Regions from separate parts of the Mus musculus genome. Here region 1 is linked to region 2. A link is a contact called in public Hi-C data. All regions are on one chromosome and are shown on one strand. Each heading gives the region's core, a stretch centred on a gene start, on an enhancer-like site or on the middle of the called end of the contact. The rest is flanking DNA. Distances are from core to core; before and after follow the strand shown.

Region 1 (5,663 bases), core at 1,883-4,382, 300 kb before region 2:
AACAACAAGCTATGATGAAAGGTGTTTCAAACTTCCTAGCCAGCATGGTGGCATCTGCCTGTGAGGCTTCGAAGATCATGAGTTGGTGATCAGCTGGAGCTACAGTGAGACCTCTCATGAAAGAAGGGAGGACTGGGAGACATGCACACGACAGTTAAGTGTTCTGGAATTTTCCATCTAAAATGTTCAGGCTGGGGTTGCCCAAGGAAGTGTAACTGCAGGAAACGGGGAGGGGTACTAATCAGGCTTATGACCCACTGGGGCCGTGTACTCATAGAACACAAGAAAGAAATACAGGGAGCCAGGCATGGCGGTGCAAGCCTTTAATCCTAGAATTTGGGAGGCAGAGGTAGGCATATCTCTGTGTTCCAGGACAGCCAGGGATACAAAGAGAAACCCTGTCTCACACTACCACCACCATGACCACCACTACCCCCAGAAAAAGAAAAAGAAAGGAAGGAAGGAGAGAAAGGAGAGGAAGAAAGAAGAGAAAGACAAGAAGAGAAAAGAGAAAAGAGAAGAGAGAAGAGAAAAGAAAAGAAAAGAAAAGAAAAGAAAAGAAAAGAAAAGAAAAGAAGAGAAAAGAAAAAAGAGAAGGAGGAAGAAAGAAAGAGAAAGGAACGGACAGGGCACAGAGGAATAAGCCAGCCATGGTAGTTTATAGTTTACACTTGCAATCCTAGAACTTACAAGGCTGAGGCATACATGAGTGTGTGGAAGGCCAGCCTGGGCTATAGAGTGAAACTGTATCAGAAAAACCAAACCAAACTAAACAAGACAATATATAGTATGCTGTCATTCAAAAAGTAGATCATGAGTGGAGAGGGGAACTGCAGTCAGGATGTAATAATATATAAGAGAATAAATAAGAGAATAATTTTCTTATAACTTTTTTTTTCTTTTTGGTTTTTCCAGACAGGGTTTCTCTGTATAGCCCTGGCTGTCCTGGAACTCACTTTGCAGACCAGGCTGGCCTCAAACTTCAGAAATCCGCCTGCCTCTTCCTCCTGAGTGCTGAAATTAAAGGCGTGCGCCACCACGCCCAGCTGAGAATAATTTTTTTTAATGTATCATGATGGGCACATTGGATAATAACTCTAATCACAGTATCACTGAAGTAAGAGGTCTCAAGGCATTCACGGTCAGCTTGTCTCTCTGAAATAGAAAAGGAGGACAGGGCTCACACAGAGAGGATGCTGCAGTAGTTAAAACTGCTGTGGGAAACCTACCAGAAGTGGGGTCCCAGCACTCACAAGCCAAGACTCCCACACATGACTGTAACCCCAACTCTGAGGTGCGTGAGGCAAGAGGATGGCTAGGGCTTGCTCCATCCCAGCCTAGCTAAGACACATATTCAGGGAGAGACCGTGACTCAAAGGAATTACACACAGTGGAGAGACAGGTGCTTGATGCCACCTTCTGGCCTCCCTGTGCACACACATACACACTCACCTATGTGCGCATACATTCACACAGATAAGTACAGAAAGATCAGCATGTGCTAGTGCACATCTTTAACGCCAGCATGTGGGATGAAGGAGAGAGAAGAGCTCTTAGAGCCAGACGCCAGCCTACAGTGAGACTCCAGAGCAACACAGACCCTATCCCAAATCTTTTTAAACAGAAGATTGCCTAGCATATAAATAAAGTAGGGGAGGCAGAGGCAGGTAGATCTCAGAGTTTGAGGCCAGAATGGTCTACGGAACAAGTTCAGGACAGCCAAGGCTCCACAGAGAAATCCTGTCTCAAAAACAAAATTGAACCAAAACTTAGAAGAATGGTTGTGACCAAGGACCTGATTTTCTACTTTCCTCTACGGAGCCTTCACATCATCCCCTAAGGCAAGTGGGCCTGAAGTCCTCACTCCAACTGTTCCCCTGGCCTCTATGTGCAGCCCTCTTTGCCCTCCTCACTGGGGGCCTCCTTGGCCCCACTTCCCTGCTCTTGAAAACCAACTCTCCACTCTGCATCCTTTCTGGGCTGCGTCTCCCTAAATAAACCAAACCCTTGCTTCCGGAGACACCACCCTACATCACCTCGTCTCTGCCTCATGTAATGTGCTGCGTGGCCACTAAAACTACAAGTTTCAGACACAGGAGAGAGGCTCCTAAATCCTTGAAGTGCTGGAACTTTTCTTGTGTTATTTCTGGCTTCATCGACACAGTGTACAGTGCCTAGCCCGATTTGTAGGAGCCAGTATTAGGATCAGGCTGTCTTGAAATTCAAATTAACAGTCAGTCTCCCTGTCCCGTAGTTCTCAGGGGTCATTCTGCCCATTCACTTACCCAACAAATATTCGGTTAGCACAATGCCATCTGCTTTCAGGAAGCATTTGCTCCAGGAAGCAGATCCAGGGGAAGACAAAGCAAGTAAGCAGACAGAACCACAAACTCCACAGAGACGCAGTGCTTCACCTCTCAGAGGGAACGTGGGCATCTTTCCTTCAAGGCTATAACTGATTAGGAAACAGGTCCCGTCCTAGACTGTACTATGTGAGATCCATGGACGGGCTGAGTCCAAATTAGTATGTGGGATACTTGGTCATCACTGCCTTCACTATGAGCCCTCTTTCAGAAGTCCCCACAAGGAAAGAACAAGACTCCATCAGGGAGCAGTCCTCCCGGACCCAGCAACTTCCAAACGAATCCCTTATTTCTAGCTAAAAAATAATCCGCGCCCCTCTACGCCCTGGGGGGCAGGAATGAGCGCGCAAAGAACTGGGACCCCCGCCCACACCTTTCTGCAGCTGGGTAATGCGGGGATCCGCACGAGCGCCCCGACTTGCAGAGCCCGCCGAGTGTCCTCGCGCTGTGTACGCGCTGTGCGACCTTCCGTAAGTCACCTTAACCTCTCTGGGCCTCGTCTCACCAGGTCCCTAGTGAAAGCGCGTCGGCGGCCGGGCTGCGGAGTTCCCATCCGCCCCGAAAGCCCGGGTAGGTCGCTCACCTCCAGAGGCGGGTGCGCCCGGACCAGCTCCACAGCGGACCGTGGCAGACGGACGCGCTGCCCATCCACCAGCAGTGGCATCGTCTAGGCCGCCGCCAGGCCGAGTTAGGTGGCCACCGCCCCGCCCCGCCCCGCTCCGCTTCGCCCCGCCTCGGGGCATGCCACGCCCACCGTGGGCGCCGCGCCCACCGCGGACTCGGCCCGGATGTGTAGTCCAGGCGGACGTGGAGCAGCCCGAAGAGATCGAGGAGACGGAATAGCCCTTGGGCTGCAAGGCATCACGGGAGATGTAGTCCAAACTTTGTCGGCGTCCACTCACTACCCGTGTCCCTCCTGGCTGGTGCCAGCAGCTGTAGTCGCAGAGACTTGAGCATTAAGGACGCGGAAAGGAGAACCTCGAGGGTAGCCTCGCGCTTTGCGTCACCCAGCCCTGACCCCTGCCTCGGCCGAGTTGATTCGCAAAAGTTTATTCAGTCAACGTCCCTTTCAGCTGGCAGACGTAGTGCAGAAGGCGTGGGGAACCCGAGAATTGCGGCCCCAGCTAGCACCGCGGGGGCGTAAGCGCGGAAGAAACAGGGTCCTCACATATACCTGCTTTTGTTATATAACTCCTCCCCCTCACCCCCCACCCCCCAGTTATCCCGGATTGGTTAATGAAGGTGCCTACAGCCTGCAGCTGGGCAGAAGAGAAGTAGGAGGGGCTTGGGGTCTGACGCAGGGACCACAGGGAAGGAGAGCGGGAGTTTCTATTGGTGTACAATTCCACCAGGCTCAGGCCAAGAGCTACCCAGCAACAGCTTGTGTCATTGCCCGCTGCCCGCCAGGTGCAAGGCAAGTGTGACAGCAGCACCAGCATACAGAGGAGTCACTACCCCAGTTCTTTCACTCTCTATTCCCATGTGTTCTCAGGCAGCCTCTCTTCCCTCTCTTTGTCCTCCGCTTCTGCCCCTTTCTATATCCCTATTCATTTCATCTTTATATTTGATCTGTCTCAAGGTGTGATTCCTCAGGGGGATACCTTGACATGGGCCCGCCCACCGCATTATCCCGGAGCTTTATATTTCATAAGTTTCAGATAGGCTAGGAGGATGAACTGGAGCAATGAGGAAAGAGTCTGGAGCAAGATCATGAAAACACACGAAGCCCAAAGAACCTGACGATAAGAATTGGGGTCATGGGTGGGAGGTAGCCAGATTATCTTAAGAGGTTAACAGATCATTTAACTCCTCAGCTATTGAGGAGCTGCTTGGAATAAATCTTGTTTTCTCCGCGTGGTTAATGTTATGGAGACTAGCATGAGATAAAGAAATACAGTCGGGCAGTGGTGGAGTGGTGGCGCATGCCTTTAATCCCAGCACTTGGGAGGGAGAGAGGAGAGAGGAGAGAGAGAGGGGAGAGGGGAGAGGGGAGAGGGGAGAGGGGAGAGGGGAGAGGGAGAGGGAGGGAGAGGGAGAGGGAGAGAGAGAGGGAGGGAGAGAGAGAGAGAGAGAGAGAGAGAGAGAGAGAGAGAGAGAGAGGGAGAGAGAAATCCGGTTGCCAGATAAATCCGGTTTGAGGCCCTTATTTCTGCTGGTTTGGATCCTACCCATCATTATTTAGGCTTTAGTCTCATTCTGTGGTCTGACAAGTTTTTTTAGGTCTCATTGAGATCTCTTCTGGAGACAAGTTCCCCTTCAGAATGGTGCCATTGCCTTCTTCCAGCAGGAGATTCCTAGAGAAATTCACATTTCTTTGATTTTCTTTTATCTCCTTAATATTTATTTTCTCTCTTTGTTTGTCGAGACAGGGTTTCTCTGTATAGCCCTGGCTGTCCTGGAACTCACTCTGTAGACCAGGGTGGCCTCGAACTCGCCTGCCTCTGCCTCCCGAGTGCTGGGATTAAAGGCGTGCGCCACCACGCCCAGCTACAATTCTCATTCTTATACTGAGGTTAAGAACAACTTTTTTTTTTAAATTAGATATTTTTTTTCATTTACATTTCAAATGCTATCCCCTTTCCTAGTTTCCTTTCCGAAAATCCCCTATCCCCTCCCCCTTCCCCTGGCTCCCATACCCACCCACTCCCACTTCCTGGCCCTGGCATTCCCCTGTACTGGGGCATAGAATCTTCACAAGACCAAGGGCCTCTCCTTCCACTGATGGCCGACTAGGCCATCCTCTGCCAGTACACAGTTGTAGGAAGTCAGGACAGGAACTTTAGGAACCTACTTACTGGCTCATTCCTCTTGGCTTGTACATACAGCCTCCTAGCTTTCTTAGAACACCCAGGACCACCTTCCAAAGTGGTATTTCCCCTGGTGGCCTAGCCCCTTCTACAACAACCATTAATCAAGAAAATGCTCTACAGAGTTGTCTACAGGCCCATCTAATAGAGATAGGCCGGACTGATGAAGGCATTTTCTCAGTTGAGGTTCCTCTTCCCAAAAGATTTAGCTTGTATCAATTCTTATCGATCCTAAGGTTGTGTAGAAAACAAACCAGGACACCTCAGGAGGTGCCACTGACAAGCCTAACTCAGCACGATTCCACTCAAGTTCACTTGAGGAGTGAATGAGTTTTGGGGCTTCCTTACAGAAGTATTAGGTGAAATATTACCTACAGTGATGTGGGTGTCCTCCACCTAACCAGCTGCATCTGCAGGAATGAGGGCCCCTCCCCTAGTCATCGCAGGCCCAACTACTCTGCCGCACCACACAATTAAGGCACTGTCATACAAC
Region 2 (5,738 bases), core at 1,106-3,605:
AAGTGGGCCAGGAGGGACAAATGGTTAGAGGAGACAGAGGGAAGCAGCACCTGAAGAAAGAGGTGAAGTTTGGAGTCAAAGACGGTGGGAGGCAGAAGCCGGCGAAACAAATGATCCGCATACACCTTAAGAGAGTCATATCTGCAGCTCAGTTTGGTTAAGAGAGTCCGAGCCCCTTGAGAGGGAACTCATATATGCTTCTCCTGCATTCCAAGCTCCAGGTGAGTGAAAATGAGACACATCCACTCCTAGGTGTGGGTGAGGGGAAGGCTTTTATTGTAGATATGAGGAAAAGCACAGCCAGGCGTCCAGAGCAAGGAGAGAAAATAGTAGACTGGAGATGACCGTAGACTGAACTGGTCCAGGGGAGGAGAGGAGTAGGGAAAGAGAAGAGAGAGGGACCACAAGAATGCAAGCCAAGCCGGGCGTGGTGGCGCACGCCTTTGATCCCAGCACTCGGGAGGCAGAGGCAGGCGGATTTCTGAGTTCGAGGCCAGCCTGGTTTACAAAGTGAGCTCCAGGACAGCCAGGGCTATACAGAGAAACCCTGTCTCAAAAAACAAAAACAAACAAAAAACAAAAGAATGCAAGCCAAAATGGCAGTTATCTGGGAAAGAGAAGCTGGGTGTGATGGTTTGTATATGTTCAGCCCAGGGAGTGGCACTATTAGAAGGTGTGGCCCTGTTGGATTAGGTGTGGCCCTATTGGAGTGGGTGTGGGCTTTAAGACCCTCAGCCTAGCTGCCTGGAAGCCAGTATTTTGCTAGCAATCTTCAGATAAAGATGTAGAACTCTCAGCTTCTCCTGTGCCATGCCTGACTGGATGCTGCCATGCTCCTGTCTTGATGATACTGGACTGAACCTCTGAACCTGTAAACCAGCCCCGATTAAATGCTGTCCTTTATAAGAATTGTCTTGGTCATGGTGTCTGTTCACAGCAGTAAAACCCTAACTTAGACACAGGGGAAGCGAAGCCCCTGAGCTGGATAGGTTTAGAGTAGGGAATGAGGTGAGAGAGGCAGAGAGGAACCGCAGGTACTGAGTGAGCCTGCAGCCACCATGCACGTCAGCATATTAATTAGGCACCATGGTTAGCCATTTGTCCTGAGTTTCTTTAGGACCTAACAGGTTTTGTATTTATATATTGAGAAGGGTCTTGTTATGTAGCCCAGGCTAGAAGTGAGTTCAAAGGCTCCTAACACAAGGAAATGATGAATGCTTATGCTCCCTACCCAACTCTGATGAAGGCCAACACTGTATACATTCGTAGAAAAACTCATCACACTGTTCTGATAAGCATATATAATTAAAGTCAGCCAAATGTGTCAGCACACGCTTGTTATCTCTGCATTGGAGGGAGGAGGCAGGAGGATCAGCAGCACCCTGGGTTATATGGTGGGACTCTGTGTCAAAAACAAATAAACAAGGGGCTGGGGAAATGGCTCAGATGTAAAGTACTTGCCACACAAGCAATAGGATCCGAGTTCAATCCCCAGCATCCACAGAGAAGCCGGTAATCCAAGAGCCGAGGAAGTAGACCCAGGCAATCCTCGCTGGCCGGCTTGTAAGTCTAGGCAATTGGTGAGTCGAGTTCAGCAAGAGACGCTTGATGAAGACACCTGACAGCGATCTCTGGCTTCCACACTCATACAAGCATACACACATTTCTCCACAATTCCCACAGCACCCCACGCCTCAAATCAGTTAAAGATGTTAAGGACAATCGTGGAGAAGGCAGGACAGAGCAGAATGATAACACGATTCACTAAGACCTCCACCACTGAGGCAGAGGCAGGGCCAGCGTCTTTGAAGCTGCTTATTCTTAGGGTGTGGCCCAGATCCCGACACATCAGTGTCACCTGAGAACTACTCAGAAAGGCACATTCTTGGGCCCCACTCCAGGTCGACTGACTCACAGCTCCAGGGATGCAGCCCAGCAGTCTGCAGACACAGCCTCCTGGGGATTCTGGTGCCCACAAGAGCTTGGAAGTCCCTGAAAGTCCCACAGTTGTTCAGGGTCAAATCTGTGTCTAAGTCTTGTTGACATCAGGAGTCTGCACTCTGAAATGGACAGTGCCTTAGGTTTGAACAAGCTGGGCCACGTGGAAAATGAGTCTTTCACGTACAGGAGTCCAACTCTAAGACGCTCTTGTCACTCACACTGAGAGCCTCATTGATGTGACAGGAGCTGTATTGTCATTATTACTACCGTCCCCAAAAGGAGAAAGGAAAGCTAACAGCAGTTTACAGCATCACTCAGTCGCTGTCTGACAAGAAGTCTGGAAGACACCGAGTTACTTAGGCGATGGGAGAACTTTTCGGATTGCTGCATTTGTTGTTGTTCTGGAACCTTCTAAAGCTCACTCTGAGTACCTCCAGAACTAGCTTTCTCCCTGACAAACTAAAGGAAGTTTTGGCCCCTTGACGTCTTTGTGAGGTTGGCAATCCCCCTGGTCAACCAGAGAACCAACAGGTTTGTTGTTTTTTTACTCCATCTGTTTTGATTCAACTATAAGGGATAGTTTCTAGAACATTCAGACTTCAGGCATCTCTTTGTAAAGTGTCTCAGTTGAATGTCATCTTGCCTATGATCCTTGTGTAAAGAACTTCCAACTCCTGGTTTCAATGACAGGTGGGCCTCAGCCATTTAGAAGGGCCAGGGATTGGAAGGGACCAGGGGCACGGGAGGGGGTTCTGGGACTCTATTTTACTCATGGTTGGGACTACAGTTTAGGATCTAGACTGGCACACTGGAGCTAAGCTTAGCTTCCCCGGATAGTGAAAGCTGTACCAGAGGCCAGGGCTGAGGGTGAAATGAGGCTCCTGCCCAGCCGGGCGCCCTGGGGAGAGCCTCCTATCTGGAACAGAAAATACTCCAAATATTTCCTTTTGGGAATGGGGAGGATAAACCAGATGAAATGTGAAGAGGTGTCTGAAGGCTGGAGGAAACTAGCAGGCCCTTCCAGAACTTCTATTTGCGGTGAGAAACCTTGGCATGGGGCAGCCAGCTCTACTGCAAAAATAGACCAGTGTGCCGAGAAACAGCTCAATTCTGGAAGCAAACGTTCCTCTGCAGGAAAGAGCTTCTCTCCCTCTGCTTCATTCTGCTCTGTACCACAAAGAAGAAGGAGAAAGATAAGCATTTGCTTGTATGCAATGTGTGTGTTTGTGTTTGTGTGCGTGTGCGTGTGTGTGTGTGTGTGTGTGTGCACATGACCATACGCACGTGGTCAACCTTGGGTGTAAATTTCCTTGGGTGCTACCTACAGATTTTTGGTTTTCGTTTGATTGTTTCTGAGACAGGGTCTCCTACTGAGACCTGGTGCTCACCAGGTTGGGTAGGCTGGCCAAGGAGCTTCTGAGATCCTTCTGTCACACCCAGTGTTGGGGTCACACCCTGATTTTTGCATGGGCTTGGGGGATCAAGCTTAGGTCCTCATGCTCGAATGGCAAATGCTTTACTTCCTGGGGCATCTCCTCAGTGCCCAGAGAAGCATTTTAAGAAAAACTGGAGTGTCTATGCAGAGTCATGGCTTCTCTATCAGAACCAAAGCCATTAAAAGAGACATGGGGCAAAAAGATTTGAGATCACTGCCTGGACATCCCGAGTCTCACAATCCACCAGCTGCTATGACACAGTGGAGCATCAGCTCTGCTTTCTGTTCATTTCCTTTTGCTTCTATAAAGGTGAGATGACAATGAAAATAAGGCCCAGTGTACAGCAAAAGGGATGTAGCAAGACAGAAGTGACTGTGACTCAGATGTTATCAAAGACAAGATGAAGCCTGCCTGAGAACCCTCCTCTTAAACAGCAGGTCAGTAAGGTGTGACAGTACTGTAGAAAAAAACCACAAGAGCAGGTGTAATCCTGAGGGCATACTCATTCTGGACTCTGAGGGGCTCAAAGGGCTCTTCTCTATACAAAGCCATTCTCTTTCAGGAGCCCAGACCCTGAGCAGGGAGAGAGTCAGGTCCCAGATGGAGATGCTGATCAACTTCATAGCATCACCATGGAGCCAGATCTGGAAATTCTCTAGGGGTTGCTGAACAACCCTGTCATCCCTACCTGACCTCAGCCGCCGAGTCCCTGTGAACACTGTCCGCAAGCAATCATCCCGGCGGGGGGGCTTTGTTCTGCAGTCCAAGCCACCTGGAGAAGAACGTGTAAGGTGGAAGTATGGAGAAAGATGGCTCACAGATACAGGAAAGCTGCAGAGGGAGCCGAGTCAGTTCCAGTGTTCATACAGGGGCAGACTATGGCAACTACAGCCTAAAATGGTGAGCAAGTGGTTTCTGAGGGCTCCGTACAGAGCAGTGGCTACTGCTGAGGTGACCTGTTTGTCGGGTACCTGATCTACTCATTATACACTATCTACAGCTATTAAAATGTCATGCTGGAAGGGTAAAAAAGGGTACCTCACAAGCACCAAGACCTGTGTTCAATCCCAGAAACCGTATGAGAAATGCCAGGCTGAGCCTGTGCCTGTAAGTCCAGCCCAGGGGAGACAGTGGCAGCAGGATCCTTGGAGCTCTCTGACCAGCCAGCCTACCTATAATGAGTGAGCTCCAAACCCAAGGGAGACCCTTTAAGGAGGGTCTTAAAGGAGCTGCAGAGTTTTCCTAAGGATACTGCACAAGACTACCCTCTGACCTCCACAATCATATGTACACGTGTACACACACACACAAACACACAAAGAATCACCTTGAGTGATTCAGTGTGAGCAATGATCATGCATCAATTAAAAGTGAGAAGGCTGGGGGATGCCTCAGTGGGCAAAGCTGCCACTGTGCAGCCTGAGAACCTAGTTGGGATCCCCAGACCCCATATAAGGACAGGCATGGTGGCATCTATCTGGGATGCAAGTGCTCCTGCTGCAAGATGGGGACAGCAGACTGACTCCTCAGAAGCCACTACAGGCTTGCCGACTTGATGTGCAGAACAAGTAATAGACCCTGTTTCAAACACAGTGGAAGACCAGGACTAAGACCCAAGGTTGTTCTCTGCCCTTCACATGTGGGCTGTGAATGTGACCTGCACCCACTCAAACATATGCACAAACATACATCATTTTCATACACCCACGTGCATGCACACAGCATGTGCACACCTCCACAGATCACACCCACATGAAGATTTATAAAGTAAAAATAAGATATATATTTTTAAAGATCACACAGTGAACGAGACAGTGCAGTGGGCAATGCACTTGCTGCTTAGGAACCCGAATGTGTTCTTTGAAATCCTCGTAGAGGTAAAATGAGTGAGTTAATGCCTGAAAGTTCTCTCTCTCTCTCTCTCTCTCTCTCTCTCTCTCTCTCTCACTTATCACACACAGACATCTCTCTCACACACTCATCACACACATGTAACATACACATATTACACACATCACGCACATATCACACAACAAATAAATAATAATAAAGAAACAACCTAAGGAAGGAAATATTTGTTTAAACAAAGCATAAGGAGTCTATACCCAGTGTGTCTCAGCTGGAACTGGGCAGGTCTGATCCATTAGCCCCCTCTGCCCATTCAAGTTGGATGGTGTCTGCACTTCTTCATGTCTATTCCTCTTAGTGACCCAAGCTGTTCACACTCAGCTGCAACTTTACAGTCAGCTGTCATTCGGCCTGCCAGTGTGAGAATACCTAATGGCATCTGGAAGGAGAAGCCTGCCCTGCCAGCAGCTCTTCTGTCTCCAAAGGGTGCTACACACTACAGCTGTCACAGCT

Evidence for each region. Hi-C and Micro-C count contacts between places; a contact is called where the count stands out from the background.
Region 1: a Hi-C map of embryonic stem cells shows a contact between it and region 2, with 1.7 times the contacts expected there. The contact joins the promoter of Ntan1 here to the promoter of 2310015D24Rik in region 2. A contact is called at or near these places in 3 of 39 promoter capture datasets (embryonic stem cells, hippocampal neurons and stem cell-derived epiblast-like cells) and 5 of 484 Hi-C or Micro-C datasets (embryonic stem cells and stem cell-derived primordial germ cell-like cells).

The regions. Positions count from the first base shown.
Region 1 is chr16:13,816,720-13,822,382 of GRCm38.p6, reverse strand. Ntan1 (N-terminal Asn amidase) reads right to left here and starts at 3,132. Exons shown (of 10, transcript NM_010946.4): 1 at 2,947-3,132. The coding sequence starts at 3,027.
Region 2 is chr16:13,517,724-13,523,461 of GRCm38.p6, reverse strand. 2310015D24Rik (RIKEN cDNA 2310015D24 gene) reads left to right here and starts at 2,355. Exons shown (of 4, transcript NR_160674.1): 1 at 2,355-2,472; 2 at 3,687-3,814; 3 at 3,940-4,277.